4 separate regions of the Mus musculus genome follow, and regions 1, 2 and 3 are each linked to region 4. Evidence: chromatin contacts called from public HiCAR-type and promoter capture Hi-C data. All regions are on one chromosome and are shown on one strand. Each heading gives the region's core, a stretch centred on a gene start, on an enhancer-like site or on the middle of the called end of the contact. The rest is flanking DNA. Distances are from core to core; before and after follow the strand shown.

What was found. Promoter capture Hi-C pulls out the DNA fragments that hold promoters and counts their contacts. HiCAR-type assays count read pairs that join an accessible place to other places.
Region 1: a contact with region 4 is called in a promoter capture Hi-C map of hippocampal neurons, with 4 times the contacts expected there. The contact joins the promoter of Prkd1 here to the promoter of 1810007C17Rik in region 4.
Region 2: a HiCAR-type map of astrocytes shows a contact between it and region 4, with 4 times the contacts expected there. The contact joins the promoter of G2e3 here to the promoter of 1810007C17Rik in region 4. A contact is called at or near these places in 1 of 39 promoter capture datasets (hippocampal neurons) and 1 of 115 datasets of contacts at active chromatin or transcription factors (astrocytes).
Region 3: a HiCAR-type map of astrocytes shows a contact between it and region 4, with 3 times the contacts expected there. The contact joins the promoter of Scfd1 here to the promoter of 1810007C17Rik in region 4. A contact is called at or near these places in 1 of 39 promoter capture datasets (hippocampal neurons) and 1 of 115 datasets of contacts at active chromatin or transcription factors (astrocytes).

What each region holds. Positions count from the first base shown.
Region 1 is chr12:50,647,857-50,650,556 of GRCm38.p6, forward strand. Prkd1 (protein kinase D1) reads right to left here and starts at 1,393. Exons shown (of 19, transcript NM_008858.4): 1 at 860-1,393. The coding sequence starts at 1,117.
Region 2 is chr12:51,346,943-51,349,642 of GRCm38.p6, forward strand. G2e3 (G2/M-phase specific E3 ubiquitin ligase) reads left to right here and starts at 1,288. Exons shown (of 15, transcript NM_001015099.2): 1 at 1,288-1,502.
Region 3 is chr12:51,376,255-51,378,954 of GRCm38.p6, forward strand. It overlaps Scfd1 (Sec1 family domain containing 1), which reads left to right and starts at 1,259. Exons shown (of 25, transcript NM_029825.3): 1 at 1,259-1,382. The coding sequence starts at 1,331. G2e3 (G2/M-phase specific E3 ubiquitin ligase) reads left to right here. Exons shown (of 15, transcript NM_001015099.2): 15 at 1-732.
Region 4 is chr12:49,479,592-49,482,291 of GRCm38.p6, forward strand. 1810007C17Rik (RIKEN cDNA 1810007C17 gene) reads right to left here and starts at 1,271. Exons shown (of 3, transcript NR_045472.1): 1 at 939-1,271.

The sequences.
Region 1 (2,700 bases), core at 143-2,642, 1.2 Mb after region 4:
AAGGAGTGGCACCAAGGGCCCTTCCCCCTTACATGAAGCATCCTTCTGGATGGCTGTGGAGATAACCTAACTTCAAAAGTGCACTGGAAACAATGATGGGTGGCCTAGCCCAGCTTTATGGGCCTCTCCCCAGCCAGTCTTTGATGACCACTATCCAAAGTCCCATAGCCTCAAACTTAAGAGCAAAGCCAGCACTGGATGTTCTTGGAACCACAGACCTTCTCACTACTCCAGTCTCCCAAGATCAGTGCATGGAAATTTAAGCCAAAAAACGCTGTAAATTTCAGGTTTTATTGTTGGAAAATGTTTCTAAGCTCGCACAGTGGTAGTACTAAATCCAGGGCGGACTTGGGTAGTGGTACCAACTCCTCGGTTGTTTTCACAGCTGGCTTAATCAATCACCCTTTCTTAAAAGCACTATTGGCAGGTGAGAAATTCCTGGCGTCCAGGTCACACCCGGAACTCCTCAGCATCAATTAGAGCTGAAAGAGGATGTAGTGGAAGGGAGTGGGGCTGAAAAAGCTCTGGGCTGTCCCAAGGGATCTCTGGCGCTGGAAAGCGGATCTGGTACCAGGTAGGCTCTGGTCCAGGGAAAAAGAGTCAGGACAGCCAGGAAACCTCAAGAATACGCCGGAGCGCGAGGAGAAAAGTGCAAGATTCCTTGAACTGTCATCGCAAGAAGGGAGGTAAAGGAGGTGAGAAGGCAGGCGTGCCAGAGAAGGAGCAGGAGGTCAGCCCCCAGGAAGACTGCGCGGCAGGCAGAGCAGTGCCTGGGGCTAGGGCATGCAGTCCGGCCACAGCCAGGCTGTACGGCGCAGGCGAGGTCGGCTGCAAAGTTGGTGGACCCGGGGCACCTTACCTTCTGGTCCACGATGGAACAAGCCATCTCCCGGACATGCGCCAGGCTGTAGTCGCCAGAGGAGTCCTGCAGGAGCAGCACCGGCTCGCGGCTCAGGCCGATCTGCAGATGGAACGAGATGCCCCCCGCCGGGGCGGCCCCAGGCGCCGGGAAGGGCGCGGGCCCGGAGCCTGGGACCAGCGCAGCGGCGGCAGCAGCCACGGCGGCCGCGGCGGGCAGGAGCGGGCTAGGCGGTCGCAGCAGCGGAGGGACGCTCATCGCGCCAGTGAGCCCCAAAGTTTGGCGGACGTGGGGCGCGGCGCCGCTGCCTGCGGCGGCGGAGAAGAACCACCAAACTTTCCGGGAAAGTCCGCGCGCGGGGACAGGGCGCGCGACCGGAGCTGGTGAGGGCGGGAGCCGCGAAGATGGCCGAGCGGAGCCGGGGCCGGCGGGCGGGCAGGCGAGCAGGCGGGCGCGCGGCAGCGCGGGGGAGGCGCCCAGCTACTGCGGCCGCGGCGCGCTCCGCTCCGGGGACCACGGCGGGTCCGCGCGACCGGCGCCGGCGGGGCGGGGCGGGGCGAGGGCGGCGCCGCGGAGCCGACGAGGGGAACCGGAGCCCGACGGGGAGCCGCCCCCTGCGCGCAGCAGCCGCCCCAGCCCACTCGGCGGACTCTAAAGCCGCGGACCCGCCCATTCAGGGCAGTCCTGACCACCCCCTTCCAAGCGCCCGCACAGGAGTGGACCGGGAAACGCCAGCCTGGTAGAGCCCACCTAACGGGGGACTCCCTCTGGGAGCCCTCGAGTTTGTTAAAGGGCCAGTCAGCTGACCTCTTTAAAACCGTGTCTCTCTTGTAATAGCGGAGTCTGTATCCTTTCCATCAACCCCACCTGCTCCACCCACCGCCTTCTTAAGGGTCTAAATAGGGTTCTTGCTTTCTACTTTGTTTTGTGTTTGGAACTTCTGTGTTTCAGCCTCTTCAAAACTGTCAACCTTAACCTGGCTTTCTAGGAGCAATTCCAGCCCCACACCCACAGCACTAATTTTGATCTGATTATACTGGTGGCTGGGCAAAAAGAGGTGCTTCAGAGACAGTAGAGCCTGACTATATTTCTGTCCTTTCTATCGGGATGGGTTCTTTGCATCTGTAGATGTACAGGGACCCTATTTGGTTTAACAGGCTGCAATGATTGTTATCAGAGGCCTTCTGATAATTCTTAGTAAATTCTGAACAGGCTCCATCTTGGCAGCGCTTCTTCTCACTTTAGTTTCCCCAATGTGTCCTCTTACATGCACAAGCACACAAACCATTTTTGCATATTTTCGTTTGCAGTGTGTTAATTTTGTTTTGTTTTGGTTGGTTTGCTTGTTTGTCTGTTTTTGATTAATGGTTCTCTTCTGGACCAGAACATTGAGATGTGGTTTTCTACAGAGTTGTGTTGTATGTCAGTAATGGAATCTTGAAATTCCCACCTACATATAGTCAATTCACTATTCTAGAAAACTCTCTAAATTAATGGTACAAACGACTATTTGAGTAGACTGGATAGGGGTGTCGTTCCTAAGTTTACAGACTGCTTTAAAGGAACTAGTTTTACCTAAGCCATCTGTGCTTTCTAGCTATCATAGCTCTGAACACAGGACTTCTGTCCCAGAGTCTGCGGGCACTAGCTATCCACTTATGAAGTCAGACTATGTTCTTGCCATAACTGATTACATTGAAAATATAAAAGTAAGACAGTAAATGAAGTTAGTTCTGACAGCAACAATTGCCATAAATAACAGTAACACAGTGGTTAACAGCAGTAACCATGATCAAGAACATGAGGCTCAACACTTTGACCAGTGAAGAAAACAAATCTTT
Region 2 (2,700 bases), core at 38-2,537, 1.9 Mb after region 4:
CACTGCCCTGCGACTACATCATTCTTAATTTTTGTTTTTATTTTATTTTATGTGTTCGGGTATTTTGCCTGCGTGTATGCACATCTTGTGTGCTCAGTACCTGAGGAGACCGGATTCCCTGAAACTCAAGTTCCAGGTTGTGAACCATCATGTGGGTGCTGTAATTGAATCCAGGACCAATGGAAACGCAGCCACTGCTCTTTGCTGCTGGTCCTTGTCTCCAGACCTTCAATTACTGTTGAACGAATGTAAACAACCTAGCCAACTAAGATACATTCACACATTCATTTACCCTGCCTGTTTCTGTATTTAGAATATATTCCATTCCTAACACAAATTTGGCAGTATCAAATAGTCTTAATCTGAATATTCAGCTGTTTATAACGTTAAAAAAAATTCCTCCCCCTTTTGCCCTCCCTATTTACCAATCACACTGCCAGATTTGATTAATTAGTACAGTTTGCTCTCCCATCCTGAAACTTTGTATTGCCACAGGCACACACATACATACTTCAAGAGAAGGGCATTACATAGTCCTTCTAAAGTTGGCTTCTTAGTATTTCAAAATCTTATCTTTGAACGCTTTCAGTATCAGCATACAAAATCCAATAGCTGAGGAGTCATACTTTATTGTTAAACATCATTTCCCACTGTTAAAAAACGTTACATCGGTTAAAAATTACAATCTACCTTCGTGTTAGGTATCTAGATTCTAGAAATCCAGCAAATCTTTCAAGTTGTGTTTTGAAAGGCGCTGAGGAAGCGCCGCTAGGATAAATCAAGTGCGAATCCGTTCTATCAGGTGTTAGTTGACCCGCTATTAATCCTAGCTCTAATGCTTACAGTTCTGATCTTTCAGATATCTGCCTAAAAGATCTAAATGCTTGTGGAAGTCTCTTAAACCCCCTCAAATGTAATCCTTTCAGAAACTCCAGACATCTCTGGGATTAAAATTTTCATTCTGGCCCTCGCTGAAGAAAACCGACCTCCCAGAGCCAAGCGAGGAACTTTTAGGACAATAGGGAAGTGTGATGCAAAAGAATTCCTTGCGGGAGAGGGCCGGGAGAATTCGCCTTCGCGCGCCTTCTCATTAGCATGGGCAAGCCTCCTCCCAGCGTGTGGCCTGTTGGGGGGTGACTGGTGCGCTCCGCACGCCTCCGCGGACGTGCAGGACCGGGAGTTGTTTTCCTGGCCGGGTCCGCGCAGCCACCCCTGCGCGCACGCCCGAACTTCATTCCCACCCCCACCCCGAAAGCCAAGGCGCAGACGCAGCCTCCCTGCGTCCACTTCCCCGGGGAGGGGCCGAGCAGCCGTGGGTTCCGGGTCGCAAACGGAAGTGGACGACGAATTTGAATTGTGCGAGCCGTTGGATGGGGCTGAGCGGGTTGGGCGTACGGCAGCGCTGCGGTCGACGTGAGCGGTAACGCGGCGAGCCTGGGACTTGTGCCCCGCGCCTGGTGAAGACGTGCCCGGGGACAGACGGAGGTGTCACGGGCGGCCGGGTAGGTGTGAGCGGTAGGGGGCTTCTCCACGCGCTGGACGTCCGCGCCCTGCCGCTGTCGAGCCCCGAGCTGCTCTTTATTAATTAAAGAGGGAAGGGGGGAGGGCTTCACGGAGGGGTGCCCGTTGTGGCTCCCAGTTGCTCTTGAGACCGGTCCCTCACCGCAGAGAAATGACAGCCTTGAAATGCCTCGAGGGGATTTAAGCTGAAATCCGAGTATCCTTTGTGTTTAAAACCGGGGTATTTTTCTTTCACACCTTGACACTTCTTGTGTACCGCAAAAATCCGAGCCCTATTGCTCATTTAAACTGGCTACAGTAGCAGCGGTGGCTCACAGATGTTAAGTTTGCTAACAATGGGGATAGGGTCTAGTGTCACCCCCAACCCCCACCCGTTCCGTCCCGTCCCCGCTTTTCACCCTCTTCATTCATTTGGTGATTGTTATTATCGAGTTATTTTAGAGGGACTCAGTGCCTCAGGAATTGAGTTTTCTTCGGGCGTTTTTGCTTGTTTGTTTTTTTGTTGTTTTTGTTGTTCATCTTTTATGATGAACTGGACTCTCACAAACCCCGACAAAAAGCCACACTTTTTTGAATAGCTGAGATGTACACGGTAAACATAAACTTTCTTTTGAAACAAGTTATATACTTTGCCTTATTAAAAACTGACAGGTTGCTTGTGTGTTTTGTAGAAAAAAGGTAACATCCTTTTAAGGTTTTACCAACTGGGTGACGGTGTCGTTAAAAATGCTTAAACATTTTAAAGTGGTACTTAGTAACATCCGAAGTAAGACCATTTCTTCATCCTCTTTCATGCCTGCTAATGAATGCTGTTTTCGATATTCAAGTAGGAAAAAAATTAAAAAGGAAGATCATTGAAAGTGTTTTCAATGAGTCTGCCACAAAGCTATTGGCTGGCCTTTCTCAAACAGTGCAGTCAGATCTGCTAGCTTCCTAAATGGTACCAGCAAGTAACCTGTTGTAGATTTTCTGTATCCTAATGTGCCTTTTGTTTGTTTGTTTGGTTGGTTGTGTTTTGTTGTTGTTTACCCACATCAGTAAATGTCACACTTCATTGTATGCATACTCCTTCCTATAAGGGCTCCCAAGCTGATGGCCTGTACTCAAACATCAGAGATTTTAACTTTCTAGAGGATGGACTTGGATAATGCCTTTTAACTGAAAAGTTAGACTAGTCTA
Region 3 (2,700 bases), core at 9-2,508, 1.9 Mb after region 4:
AACTGTTTTTAGCAAATTTTCTAAGATAAAACTATCCCTTGATGTTCAATTATTTAAACCAAAAAATCTGGAGTTAAACAGCTACAATAAATCTAACTCTGAAGTCATGATTTTTATTCTTATAATCAACATTAATATCATTCTTGGTCGTAGCTTTGCAGGACTGTTCTATATAGTTACTCTTCTAATGAATATATATATCTTTATGTTTACTCCCCACATTACACCATTGGACAGAAACATGCACACTGTATAAATGTCTTAGTATTTTATGATAATGTGCCTTATAGTCTTGGAAGGAGTTAGTATGGAACTTAAATGGTCAAATGACAAATTTGTACTTAAAAGTGGGGATTCTCAGGTGAGTAAGATTAAACTCACTGGAAGGTGGGAAAGCCATTCTGCTCAAGAGTCCATGGACACCAGAATTGAGATACTTCCCCTAGGGCACAAACTGGTAGTTATAGATAACCTGTTGTAACTTTATAAAAATAGGTATCTACATCTGTCAAATGTGTTTTTATTGTAAAAAAAATGCAATCTTGATTTTAAAAAATAAGATAAATTATTTGTATAATTTTGAAAGCCAAATTTTTGAAAGTATGATTTCATTTCAGAATCTGACTGCCTGAGAATTAATCCATAATGCAGTGTCATCGGTGGGTTCATTGATTGGTAATAAGTTGTCATTGTATATATTTTTGACATTAATAAAATCTATTATGAAAATGGTCGATGTGAGATTTATTTCATAATCACAGGGCTCTAAATGTACCAAACCTGGCTGTGATCATCCGGATTCTGCTCACAATCATTTGTTTTTTTAATTTGCACTACTGAGAGGAAATTCTGCCATTTGGCTTTTCTGTGATTTTATACCCTAGCAGGCCAAAGCCCTTTCCTGAAGAAATCAAACGGAATAAATTACCACGCTTGTAGTTTCCCCCCCCCCTCCCCCCCCAGAGGAAAGAGGGAAGGGACACTACTGTTATGGAAATCAAGAAAACGCAATTTCTGGCGTCTCATTTGGCCTTGTAAATTTTTATGAGGATTTAAACTTGATGAGAAGTGCACTATCAATTAGATTGTAAGCGCTCCACCACGCCCATGCCCTGAGAAGCGGTTTAAGAGTAGCGACCTCGGGAGGTTCGCCCCGATTAGTTAGAAACGCTGCTGGGAAATCTGCAAACACCAATGTCTGTGAGGAAAGGCGAGGGCTGGGACCGGGGAGGCGGGCCGGCTGCCGCCATAGCCCGCCTCCTGGTTCTGCTTCCGGCGCGGGAGGTAGGGCCACGTCATCTTCGGGCTCCCAGTGCCAGCCGGGCAGTGGATGGTGGGAAGCAAGATGGCGGCCACGGCCAGCATTCGGGAGAGGCAAACAGGTACTCGGTATTTCCTTCTCTGCAGTGTGTGCCTCAGCAGCGGCCTGTCATCATCTCTGGGTTGTTCGTACAGCTCGGAGTTGAGCTTTGAGAGCTGCTCCGTTTTGAGGTTGTGGGGAAGAGATGCCTGTAAGCTTCACAGCCTTTACCACAGGCTGCTTGCTACAGTGCTAGCTACTTATTTTTTAATTGCCGAGTTTTAGAAGGCCATCAGGGCAAGGACCAGCAGCTGGTGTTTTCTTTCCTGTCTTGTCACTTAACGAGGTCTATAGGTTTGTGTTCGTATTTCAAGTCTCCCAGGTCGGTTTGGTTTTCACTTTCAGTTTTAGGGTTTTTTTTAAAAAAACCTGTTTTTGACACTTGAGCCATGATTACAAAATCTAAGTATTCTTTTCCGAGCACCTTACTTTATGCCATCATCTTTGGACCCTTTGGGAGAAGCTGATGGAAAATGCCAGGTGATAAAGCTGGAAGAGACTTCGGAATGTCAAATCAAATTAACAGCGTCCTCTTTCAGTTGTTCCACAGATAATAATCTTAAAATATAGAACAGTTGTATCTTAAGTAGAGCATATTTGTACACCCATTTATAAAGTAAAAATTTAAAGATACATATTTCTTCCCTTGGTTTTAGTTTAGTTTTTTTTTTTTTTTTACATGTGAGATACACCTGATTTTCCTTATTTTCAGTAAACTCTAGAAACTTAATGTATGTATATTGGCCCCAGAATAATTACCTATACGTATATCATATATAATGTGATATGTATAAATCAGAACTGACTTACATATACTACTTATCTAGTAACTCCCAAAGAGAATAGAAATCGTCCATAAGCGATAAAGAACTTTAATTCTCTTGAACCTATGCTTATTTGTATGAAAAACAATTGGTTACAAGCAATACAACATAGCAATAGAATTTGAACTGTGCCTGATTCCTTCCCTTGTGTTAAAAAAAAAAAAAGATAGATTTGAATGTAGCATACTTAACAGAAAACATACTGAGTTCTACATTTCTCAGTAGGTAATTTAGTAAAACGGTAAAGCATAACTTAAAATATGGTAAGCAAATATTATTTGAGAATGCTTGATAATTAATTTTATTTGCAAGCAAACAGAAGCCCAAGTTCTCTTAGAAGTTTGGGTATAATATCTTTTTCTTTGTTTGTTTGTTTGTTTGTTTGTTATTTTTTTCTTCCGAGACAGTGTTTCTCTGTGTAGCCATGGCTGTCCTGGAACCCACTCTGTAGACAAGGCTGGCCTCGAACTCAGAAATCCGCCTGCCTCTGCCTCCCGAGTGCTGGGATTAAAGGTG
Region 4 (2,700 bases), core at 21-2,520:
CACTGCTGTTTTGATTTCATTTTTAGTTTTTGAGGACAACAAGGTAGCTCTATTCTCTATTTAGAATCAAATATGGGATAAATGTCTGTGGATATAGGAAACTAGAAACACAACTTCTGTAAGCTTCTTCATTCCACTCAATTTGACATCAGTGACACTACTAATAAAGTGTGGGTGAAAGTGTGAGGAGGGATTTTGACACAGGGGGCTGTACATTTAAACCTTTACATTTGCATGTTCTGAATTTATAGCATTTGAAACTATGTTAAATATGCGTTTTTGTGTTGAATATTAGAATTCTGCATTTGTCTTCAAAATAGAAGAAAAGGGGAAGGAATAGACATTCCTCAATGAGCATAAGAGATGGAGGAGGAGGCTAAAAAGTTCTCAGTTCCTAAGCATATTTGTTTTATTATAGATAATTGCACATTACTAAAACTTTTAGTTTTAAAAAATATCAAATAGATTTAATTTGTTGTAAAACAAACATTTTGTGGTATATTTTACACTTTTCTAAAGTTTGCATATGTCACATGGCAAGTCTTGTTAGACATATAGCATCCACCAATTAAATTAATATGTCCAGTGTTACACAACTCGTCAGAACAGAAAGTATATATTCATGTCATTAATATTTTTAATAAGAAAATTACATTTTGATGTCCGTAAAATGTTACCTTTTCTTAAATAAAATATGTAAACTGGATATTTCTCCAACACACTGGTCCATAGAACTTTTACTGAAACTCACTGAAATTTAAACCACTGTGTCTCTATTTGCTCTGTGCAACCAAGGAACTAAGACACTCTTGACTTTGAGGAAGAGTAGTAAATGACTATAAGGGTGAGATATGAAATAAATAATAAGTAAATTAGCAAATGTTTAATAAAACAATTAGCTCTGCCCCAGGGTTCTGCAGTAGCTTATGAATCCTTACCAGTAGTAGTTTACAGCTGTAACTTTCAGATATAATAGGAAGCTGAATCTTCTACAGGCAATGAAACAGATGATCAAATTCACAAGGGATTGCGTCAGGCTTTTTCCAGTACTAAAGAAACATATTAATCCTTGTCACTGTTTTCAGAAACGCTGTGACAGAAATAAACCTGTACTGTAACTTGGCCCTTTTAATGAGCTTCTGCAGTGTGGGCTTTTCACTCAGCACCTGAAAAACACAACAAAACACCTTTTATATTAAAGATGTGAGGTTTGCTGCTGGCTAAATTTGTACACACAAGTCTATAAACCAGTGCTCAGCCAGCTGGGAAGCAAGAAAGCAAATTCAGATTCTGCCATGAACTTCACAGACCAATTATCTACTTGGAATCATGGGAGTTTAACAAACAAATACCAGCCCCCGCTGAGCCTTTTCAGGCCAGCAGCTTATGGGTGATTCAGTAGCATCTGAGGCTTTTAGACTGATCAATTCTTAATCACAAAGCGCAAAAATTATTCTCAGACTCATGTCAGTTTCTTTGGACACCTTTGTTAACAATCTGCTTCAAATCATTTTTTTTTTAAGAAACTGCAGACACTGTTTTTATTGACTCCCCACTTGTAAAATGTTTATAGCTTGTTAATTTATATTTACCCCTTTACTTTTGCCTGCAAATCAACATCACTTAGCACAGTTTGGTTACACTTTGTCCAAAGGAAATTACAGAAGCCTGCTATGGGGCTAAAATGAAGGAAAGCTGCGGGAAAATCAATGCACTGCTGATTAAACAGATCGTAGCAAATTCACGGCTGTATGCTACAGCATGGAGACAGACAGTGTGATGCCTATCTAGCAGTTAATGCGCTCTGCGTCAGGTGAAGACAATTTCAGAACAAGGCAAAATCACCCAGAGAAGCAAGAACTGCCTCACCCAAGAACGCGAGTGTTTGGACGAAACTTACATTCCTTTTAAGCCAGTGCTTCACTGGGGAAATTAAAGTCACTTGGATGTTTGAAGAAATAAAACATTGTGGTGTGGTGTATCTTTAACTGTGATATTTTTACCATGAAAAGAATCATGTCATGGCAAAATACTCCCTCTGATCACAAGTCAGACTGTTTTTCCCTTTTCTCTTTTTATGGAATTTTAAGATTATTGACATTTTCTTTGTAGAATATCAATTAAAAATTTGTCTCTGGCCAAAATGAGATTGTTTATAGAGCATATCTGTATTAGTCATTGTATCTAATGAACATGTTCTAAAGAACTGAAATGCATGACTATTTTCTTATATTAAAATACAAGAATAAACAGAGAATCAGCCAGGTGTAAAAAGAAAATGCAGTTCATACATAATTAATTAAAATATATTGGGAATGCACAATATGAACGCAGGCTGGATACAAAGATAGCATATGTTTTCAAATCATTGTCAAGAGATAACCTTGGGATTACAAAGAGCTGTGTGCTGTTGTGGTTGTAGGTAAGGAACTCTGAGTTGTGGAAATCTGTTTAGGTTTCTGTGAGGCCAGGCTTTAGGTTATGTAGAAAAGTATGTGTGTCCTAAGTCAAGATCAGAGGTAGTGCCCTGTTTTAAACCAGTGTGAACTGCTCTGTGGCAAACTGAGTGTAAATGAAAGAAATTGGAAAAAATAACAAAAAAACCCAATGTTAAATATAATTATGTAATATAAATGTAAAATGTAAAATGAAAAATGTAATGAGAAGATATGATATCTCCACTCTTTTTCATTTTATATG